Linked DNA regions of Mus musculus: region 1 is linked to region 2. Evidence: chromatin contacts called from public Micro-C data. All regions are on one chromosome and are shown on one strand. The core of a region is the stretch at or near the end of the contact, and the rest is flanking DNA. Distances in the headings are between cores, read along the strand shown.

What was found. Hi-C and Micro-C count contacts between places; a contact is called where the count stands out from the background.
Region 1: a contact with region 2 is called in a Micro-C map of embryonic stem cells, with 3 times the contacts expected there. A contact is called at or near these places in 2 of 39 promoter capture datasets (the C10 cell line and embryonic stem cells), 5 of 484 Hi-C or Micro-C datasets (all in embryonic stem cells), 1 of 130 datasets of targeted methods (forebrain) and 1 of 9 other capture datasets (adipose tissue).

Annotation. Positions count from the first base shown.
Region 1 is chr19:25,607,701-25,612,620 of GRCm38.p6, reverse strand. It overlaps Dmrt3 (doublesex and mab-3 related transcription factor 3), which reads right to left and starts at 2,084. Exons shown (of 2, transcript NM_177360.3): 1 at 1,354-2,084. The coding sequence starts at 1,822.
Region 2 is chr19:25,234,783-25,239,348 of GRCm38.p6, reverse strand. It overlaps Kank1 (KN motif and ankyrin repeat domains 1), which reads right to left and starts at 2,374. Exons shown (of 14, transcript NM_181404.6): 1 at 2,032-2,374.

The DNA of each region.
Region 1 (4,920 bases), core at 835-3,334, 370 kb before region 2:
AGCCACAAAACCCAGCCAGCAAACTGCTTTCTGAACTTCAGGCCTACCGGGCACAATTGAGCCAGAAGGTAGGACAAACTGGCCAAGCTACCTACCACCTCACCACACACCAACAGTGAGTAGCCCCCCCAGACCCCCAGTTCAGCACAGTGCTCTGGGGTTCTCTGAAGAAGAGCAAGAGCTGTCATTGAGCAGCTGAGAAAGTAGAGACAGAGGCTCTAGCTACCAGAAAAACTACGGACCTTTCACTCCTAATTCCAGTACACCCCATTCCGAAGGAGATGGGCCTGTCTCCTTTGTACGTTTACCCAGTGAAGGGGAAACACCAAACTCCATTGAATTCCGGTTGCCAGGAGGCTGCGAGCGGCCAGGAGTAAAGCTAGAGGTTCCTCGGAGGAAAGAGAGGAAGAGGCTTAAAATAGGGGCAGCCGGACTCAGGGACTCAGGAAAGAGCCAGAAAGAGAGAACTAAGTAGAAACCGGGGTCTGCCCACTGTCAGGGCTCAGAACCCTGTTAACCCATCCCCAAAATCAGAGCATATCTGAACAGCGGGAAGCTAGATGGCCAGAAAGCCCCTCATTATTTCAGGCCAGGCCAACCCCGCAAAATCCTGGAAAGGCACTTGCTAGGTTTTCTCCACTGTAGGCCAAGTTTTGGTTTTAATTTCTTCACACCACAGCAGCCCGGGAAATGGCAATAAAGGACCAAAGAAGTAGTTCAGCAAAAGAGAGTTAAGTAGCTTCACTTTGGAGCCTTTTCCTTAGAGTTCTTAAAAGGCGCCTTTTTTTTTTTTTTTTTTTTCAAATTCTAAGTCTTGAGGCCTCTTAGCCTGGCTAAAAAAAACAAAACGACTCCTAGTTCCTTTAAGTAAGAGACAAAACGCCTGTTCCGGACCAAGCCAAGAATCACCTAGAAACAGCAAAGCACTGGGCCCTGACTGCTAGCCAGCACCTACTTACCCCCTCGCTCCAAGTGAGAGCCCCCACCCGTCTAAAACCCGCAGCCCGGATAACCCTCCTCATTGTGGTGTGTTTAAAGTCGGTCTTCCCCAAGACATCATTTTATTTTTAAAATTGACCTGCTATGTTCCCTTTCAACCCGGGGAAAGCCTCTGACGATAGGGACACAGCCAGGCGATCTGGTTGGCCCCTCTGGCGGGCTCCTGGGTTCCATCGGCTTCAGACTCTCGAGACCCCCTTTCCGGGAGAGTAAGAACCGGTGCCTGGTGGGGGTGGGGCAGGTCCAACCAGGTCCACTTCCCACAAACTTGTCTTCGGCCTTCCCCCACGATCCCGAAGAGCCCTCGAAGCTCCCTCATTCGGAGCGCGACCCCAGCGCCGCAGACGCTCTCACCTGGTTTAGCAAGCTGCGCTGGCAGCGTCCCGGGCTGGGGCTCCGCGACCCAGCGCAGCGCGGCGGCCGCGGCCAACTCCGCGGTGGGACGAGGCGGCGCGGGCGGCTGGGACGCTTGGGAGGCTGGCGACGACTGCGAGGCGGTAGCGGCGGTGGCCGCAGCGTCCCCCGGCGGCGGGGGCCCTGGCAGAGCCCGCAGCGAGTCCGGGATGAGGCTCTCCAGGCTCTCGTTGGCCTGCTGCCTGCGCAGCGCCACCTGCGCCGCCATCACCCGCTGCCGCTCGATGATCAGGATGCACTTCTCGCAGGTGCAGTCCTTGAAGCGACAGTAGCGCTTGTGGCCCTTGAGCCAGGACAGCACCCCGTGGTTCCGGCAGCGCGCGCACTTGGGCGTGCGCTGCAAGGGCGCCCGCGGCGGCTGCGACACCGGGCCGCCCATGTACAGGTAGGGGGAGCCGTAGCCGTTCATGCCCAGGGCTCCCCCCGGCCGGCGGCGGGAGCTGGAGCACAGAGCTCGGAGGCCCGCTCTCGGGAGGCCCCGGAAGGTCCGCGGCGGCCGGAGCTACGGCAGCAGTCTCCCCGGCTCCGATGGCGCTCGCAGCCCGCCGGTACCCACGCGTGCCGCCTCTCTGCCCGCCGCTCTCGGGGCGCAGGCTCCACCCGCAGGTCCTCCCACGCTGAGGCTCTCCAGCAGCTGCAAGGAGCCGGGGAGAGCTCTGATTACGGTCTGAGCCACTTCCTTCCCTGGTCCCTTCCTCGCAGACTGGACCCAGCACCTCCTCCGCCACCCTCCCCCCCCAGTCCCTCCTCCCTCCCGCCGCCACCCCCCCCCCAATCGGGGTCCCAGCCTCCTTGCGCTCCCCACGCGCTTTCCTCCTCCCTGGCAGGCACCCCTCGGGTTCCTGCACCTCACCTTCCCCGCCACCTGCAGCCTGGCCTCTCAGGCGGGGGCGCTCACAGCCCCCTCTGCCAAGCGCTCTGTTACCCCTTCCTGAGCCGGGAGGGACTGCGCCGCTGCGGTACCGCGGGAGCGCTGGGCGGACCGGGTGTGGGGCGGGGGACGATGGGGAGGGGGGTGGGTGTTTGTAAGCCAGCCGGCAGGCCTCTCCCCTACCCTCTCACGTCGCTCCAGCACTGGCCTCGAAGCACTGAGCCCTAGACCGCTTTCCTTCCCACCCTTGGCCTCAGCCATTCGGAGCTTGCGAGGGAATTGAGGGTACTCCGCAGGTCGGCCCCGGGAGAACCGGGTTTCAAGAACCGGAAAGTCTCCACCTGGCAAGAGGAATCAAAAGAGGGGTAGTAGTGATTCGGGAATTCTTCGCTTGGTTTTGCAATCTAGTTTCTTTTTCATTGCTACAGAAGAAAAATGAGTATTTTTTTTTTTAATCTGTCAGGCTTCAGGAAGACAACTCGTTTTATAGGGTAACTTCAATTTTCTACTTAACCTCCTCTTGTCTTTAAAATAAACAATCTCTGCCTTGAATGACCTCTCTGCCTTGGACTGCCAAGTGCTCTCTTGGATGTTTTTCTTAAGCACTGTTTAAACTTTCCGAGGGTGTAGGGAGAAGACACATTAGTGGCCCCAAAGTTACCTGGTATTTTGTTCACGCAAAGGCCACTGAATCAGCCAAGGTCCGGAATTGCCCAGTTCAAATCCCCACAGACGCTGTGTTTTACTTAAGAATAAGGAATAGACCCTACTCGTAACAATCTTTGCGTGACGATGAAGAGTCTCCTGTATAACCTTAGACTGCATAAGCCTTTTTTTTTTACAGCATAAATTTCGTTTATACTCTTTGCTTGTTTTCAGTATTGGTTTGTCCAATGTCGAGTATTACTACGTACGTGTAGAGAAGGCTGCCTTTTTTCACTCAACCAAGAAAACAACCGAACAAAAATCAAGGCATAAAGTAGGCTCAGGACCGCTTTAACAACTCAGTGGGAAGGAGCCAACGGAAGTCCCGGACGGTCTTTTAGCGGCCCCTGGGAACGTGCGCTCCGCTTCTTACTGTGTGGGTGAAAGTTAACGTAAACGGGTCTGCTGCGGTACCTGACTCCTGAACTGCACAGAGACCATAGTCTCTTTCTGGAGGTCGCTTTCCAGTGCCCAGCCCTACCGCCAGCCAAGGAAGAGAGCATCGCTGGCAATCTTGAGTTTGCTGTGAATTCTAGGACTGTGTCGTCCGAGGTTCAAGCAGCAAGCTCTCTGCCCAGAAGAGTGATTTGGAACCGGGAGAGAGCTTTGAACGCGGAATATAAATGTAGCTTTGTACCTTTTTTCCCCCTCGATGCCCTTAGCTACTCGGGTTTCAGGTGCGTGGAGGAGTTGATAGTTGTTCCGGGCTGACCTGCTGGGACTGGAAAGGAACCCCTTGCACACGAATGCTATCTCCAAGATAATTTCCCCAAAACTGCACGGAACCAGTACCCCTGGCTTTTGCCCTTTTCCCCCCACCCTTCTAACCTGGCCTCTTTCCACCCTTGGTCAGAAAAACAAGTTTCTAACTCTACAACTAGTAGGACTTTTGTAAATTGTGGAGACGGGGCACAAGGGTCACGCGTTGATCTTTGGGCCCCGAAACAGGGGGGAAAGGTACAGAAATCACTTTTTATGCTCTGCGAATGGCACGAATCTGGGAACTTGTACTGTTTCAATCTGAAATCTGTGCGTCTAAGAAAGACGAGGACCACGGACTTTTATCGAAGCTGAATTTCTCTTTAAATGGTCAGGGAAACAGATCAGGAAAATAAGAGTAACTAGTTTCTCTGGGGAAAGAGAGCAGCAGAGTTCTGCACCAGGTTTTTAGGGGACATTTTCATTCTCAAAGCAATCCCCTTTCCTTCCTGGGTCACCTAGCCACCCTATCCCAGTGCCACTCACACACTCTGGTATTATTTGGTACTGGGCCCCGTTTCACTCCAGTGCACATCGAGGGCCGAGATCTAAATACTCATTTGATATAGCGCGGTAATCCTTTTCTCATATTTGATGGGAATGTTTTCCATATCCCAGTATTTGACAACATCTCCCTATAGGGACAGGTTTGTATTTATGTTGGTAAAATGTCCCCTGCCTCAAAGTCTATTGTAACCCAACACCTGACAACCCCGAGTCCCATTTCTGTTTGCAGAAAGGGTTTATTCAAGCACATAATGGGATCCCAGCAGAAAGCCTTTCAGAACAAGGGGCTATGGTAAACTTCACCACATGAACTCCGTTTCCAGGGCTATTAAGCTTTTAATTGGAAAATAGCAGAGGAAATTTCAAGGTGACTATAACGTGTTAGCAGTTAGTTCAGAGAAGAAAAGCCCATGCGGGGATGAATGTAGAAAGCATATGGTCCGAATCACATTTAGGGGGCGCGGCCTGCTTCTACTAAGTCCCTGCAGCTTATGCATTTATGGGAAAAATCATCAAAGAAATTGGACAGGGAGGGGGAGGGTTACAAGTGAAAGTAACCTCACAGACGACACCCACTCCCAGCTCCTCTGAGTGGTGTGCTAGTGTTTTCAAACCACAATTCGCCCGGTAAGATATGGCAGGTATTAATACTCAAGTGGCTGAAA
Region 2 (4,566 bases), core at 1,125-3,624:
TATAATCTTAAAAAAAAAAAAAAGAAAAGAAAAGAAAAGGAAAGAAGAAGAAGAAGAAGAAGAAGAAGAAGAAGAAGAAGAAGAAGAAGAAGAAGAAGAAAAGAAAAAACTACTTTGGAAATCTATTTGACAGTATCATCTAATCTAAACACTAGCTCAGAACTCCTAAACTTTGCTCCTATTCCCAATAGACATGTATGCACATACATGGACTCAAAGTCCCATCCTAAAATGAATTAAGTGTGGTACAGTCTCACAATGGAATACTACACAGCCGTTAAAAGGAATTGTCTCCCCAAACCTTGGCTTTCTCCCCATCTAGACCCTTCCTCTTCCATCCTCCCTTGTAAAAAATGTCTCCTAGTTCCAGGACAGCCAGGGCTATACAGAGAAACCCTGTCTCGAAAAACCAAAACCAAACAAACAAACAAACAAACAAGAAAGATGTCTCCTGAGCTCCAGTACACATAAGATCATCAACCTAGTTTTTGATGTAGCAATGCCTGTAGTTTCTTTGTAGCCAGTTTGGGCAACATTTTTTTTTAGACTTTTTTTTTATATATATTTTTATTAGGTATTTTCCTCATTTACATTTCCAATGCTATCCCAAAAGCCCCCCATACCCTCCCCCCCACTCCCCAACATTTTTTTAAAAAGTACTTTTAGGCACTGGGAGTGGAGCCCAATGGTAAAATACTTATTTAGCAGGACTGAGTTGGAACCCCAGTACTAAAAACAATCCTTGCTTTTAAACTTGAAGGGTCTTTCCCCCCCCCCTTTAATCTCTCTCCTTTGTGCACTTGCAAGCTCTGATTTCTGTAGTCTTTCCTTGTCTCCTGTCGCTCCCCCCAATTCCACCCCCTCCTCCCAACCCCCAACCCACACCCATCTCCAGAACTCACTTTTGCCATAGTAACTCAGTCAACTAGCACGACCTGTGGAGGAGGCAACCCTCGCTCAGAAAGATCACCAAAGGCCCCCGTGGAAGCTAAATGAATTCCCAGCTAAGTGAATGTCTGCACGGGCAGACAGACACTCCTCCATCCTCACCCTTTTTAATCTCCCCAATCAACTGACACACTTTCCCGCAGCCGCCCTGCTCAGCACTTTCCCAAAATTTAGCTGTAAAACAACCGAAGGTTGATTACGTGTCTTCTCACTATCTATCTATCCCTCTTACCCGAGGGAAGAGACAGAAACAGCAGCCGCTCGGTCCCGGAGATGGTTTTTGTGGAGAGGTGGGAGCGTTGTTGATGGCATAATTTTATTATTATATGAAAAGCCAATGACTCATGAATTTTAAAGTATATTGATGTGTATTACATCCAACTTTTAAAATAAAACTTAAATAGATTAAACATTGAAGAGCCCAACAACTTACTGGAGAGCGATGCACGAAATGAGAAACAAGATAACTAAGTACCGCATAAAAGCCAACTCTAACAAACTCGCAATTAACGCAAGGAGGCTTTGGTTCCCAAGTAGCCCAGGTGACAACCAAGGTCACTGATCCGGGGGATTGGCATTCCTGATTAGTCTTGGGCTCTCGGTCTGATTCCATACTTTAATTAGACGAACGGAGAGGCACCTCGGGAGAGAAGTGCAGAAAACAAGCGCTGGGGGACGCCACAGAACATTGCCAACGCGAACAACGAGGCCTGCGCCGGGTCAGCCGCGCGGAGTCAGCTCAGGCCGGACCGCCCGCGAAAAGTTGCCTTTGAAAGTTGCAAAGGGACCTGGTGAGGGGGGATGAGACTCACCAGCTCCGCGGCTCCCGAGCGCGGGGTTTCCCACGTACCTGCGCGACCAAGTGTGCCCCGGGACGCTGCCACCCGTCCTGCTGGACCTGACACTGCAGGTCCTCAGGAACTCAAGCAGGTCCCGGAGCTTAGGGCGGCCCCTAAAGGCCGCACCCACCCCTCCCCCACGCCCAGACCCTGCAACACCAGCTAGGGCCACCTGCCGCTCCGGGACCGGGATAAAGGAGCACTAATCGCCGCTTCCTACTGCCAGAGGGTACACCAATCTTACCCTGGGACGCCTCGGAAAAGGGCGCTGCACTGCACTGCACTGCACTCCGGCTCCGAAAGGACGGCTTAGTATCAAAGGACCAGCGCGCCCCACTCCAGGTCGGGAGGCGCCGCCCCCTCGAGCGCCAGCGGTGATCCCAGGCGACTGCTAGCCAAGGCAACCCCACGGACCTTCCCAGGGCAATCTCAGGGCCAGTGTCGCCGTGCGCTCCAGCACGCGCCAAGAGTGTGAGGCTGGGCACCCTGTTGGCTCAGGGTAGAGTCGGAGTTCAGGCGCCCCAGATCGTCCCTGCAGGGGACAGGAGCGCAGCGTTGCCACTACTCACCTCCAGCGCCGCGAATCTGGAGCTGGCACAGGGCGGGCGGCTCGCGGGGAGGGACCGAGAAGCGCTGGGCGGGGCCTCGGGCAGCGCCAGACTCAAACCCCAGTTACACTAGATCGCGGAGCAGAATCCTGCAGTGGCCGTGCAAGAGTAACTTGCGGCTGCCGGGAGCCACCGAGTGCAGGGACACAAACCGGCTGCAGCTCTAACCGAGAAGTCCGCAAGGCACCGCGCGCTCTTTGTACCCGAGAGCCGGCCGTGGAGAGCCCAGTGCGCCTGCGCGCCGCCGCGACTCTCCTAGGCGCACCTCCACACCACTGGTTCCTACCCGCCCGAGCGACCCTCCCATTCGCCCTGGAGGGGGTTCGGTGCGAGCAAGTTTTCGACCTTGGGAGCTGGGCGCGCCAGGAGCAGAGTAGCACCCTAATAGCGCCTGTTACCGGGCGCCGTTAAGACGTTGGCTTGGGAACCTGAATGGAGTAGGAGACTCGAGGTTTCAAGTCCGCTCTGGAGCCGATGGAAAGTTCCAGCCAACTAGCAAGCCGCAGGGACCTAGATTCATTCCTTCCAGCACTCCTAGCAGAGTGAGGAGTCTGGAGTCCAAACTGACAAGGCCTGGCTACAGGGTGTGGAGCACAAGAAAGAAGTCACTTGTCCCTAAAAGCTTCATCAGAAGAAAGGGCAGTAGATCCACAAGAGATGAGTTGGGAACTGAGGCACAAGTCCTCTTTCAAGAAGATGGCCAAAGACAGAGAGTCCAGTGATCAAAAACAACATAACTGCTGGGGAACATAACAGAAGCCTGGAAGCCGGGCAGTGATGCTGCATGCCTTTGGTCCCAGCACTTGAGAGGCAGAGGCAGGCGGATCTCTGAGTTCCAGGCCAGCCTGGTTTACAGAGTGAGTTCCAGACAGCCAGGGCTACACAGAAAACCAAAAAGAGAAGAAAGGGGGTGGGGAGAAGAGGAGGAGGAAGAGGAGGAGGAGGAGGAGGAGGAGGAAGAAGAAGAAGAAGAAGAAGAAGAAGAAGAAGAAGAAGAAGAAGAAGAAGAAGAAGAAGAAGAAGAAGAAGAAGAAGAAGAAGAAGAAGAAAAAATCTGGAGCGAGGAGGATCCTTTGCTAAATAGCAAGTTCCAGGCCAGGCTGAGCTATATGAAAAATGGGTATTGCTAAAACAACCATAAAGACAGATTTGAAGGTTCTGATCGTCTCGATTGTTTCGTGCCCACTCCACCACACACACACACACACACACACACACACACACACACACACACACACACACAGCACCCCTTCTCCTAGACCAGACTGTTAGAACAAGCAAAAGGCAATGGGTAACAGAGCAAAAGGTCTCCTCCTGGGAACCTCAGTTTCTACATGGGTTAAGAGGGTCCTTGGATTCAGTAGATGGTGTGGGAGACACCACTCATACAGGATAATTCCTGAGAAACGTGCTTACAGGGAGAGGATCGGAACCATGGGATTCCTGTTTTTCAAATGTCCTCACCTGGCTAGCTAGACTGCTCAGTCAGTGGGCTGTAAGTTCAGGAAGACTGGCTGCCTTAGTAAATAAGGTGGGAAGCCGTCCAGGAAGACATCTGACTTCAAGTTCTGGCTTCTACATGCTCACATGAGTATATATGTTCATCTGCACACACTAGTGTGCCTACACATGAACATACATACATACACATGCAAAAAAAATAGTTTGTAATGCCTACCCCTCCAGAATTCCAAGTCTTGACTTCCCCTTCATTTCTCCCTCCTTACATTTACTCAGCAAGCATTAAACATATAGGATCTCAAAGAGTGGGCCGATGTGATCAATAAAACACAGCAGGCCCAGTGTGGTAGTGCAAGTCTTTAGCCGCAGCACTTGGGATACAGAGGCAGATGCATCTCTGGGGGTTCAAGGCCAGCTTGGTCTCCAGATTATTCAATGCTACACAGTGAGACCTTGTCTCGGGGATGAAAAATAGATTCAATTTTCAGATTTATATTTGAAATTTTATCTTTGATTTACTCATTCTTTTACATTAAAGCCAATTGACACATCATTTAACTCACCCTCACTGTGCACAGTTGGGGGGTGTTTGAGTGTATTCAGAAGTACCACTCATTGTACCCTGCAAAGAAACCCCACAGCCATCAGCAGCCTCCCCTCCCCTCCCCTCCCCTCCCCTCCCCTTCCCTCCCCTCCTCTCCCTTCCCCTC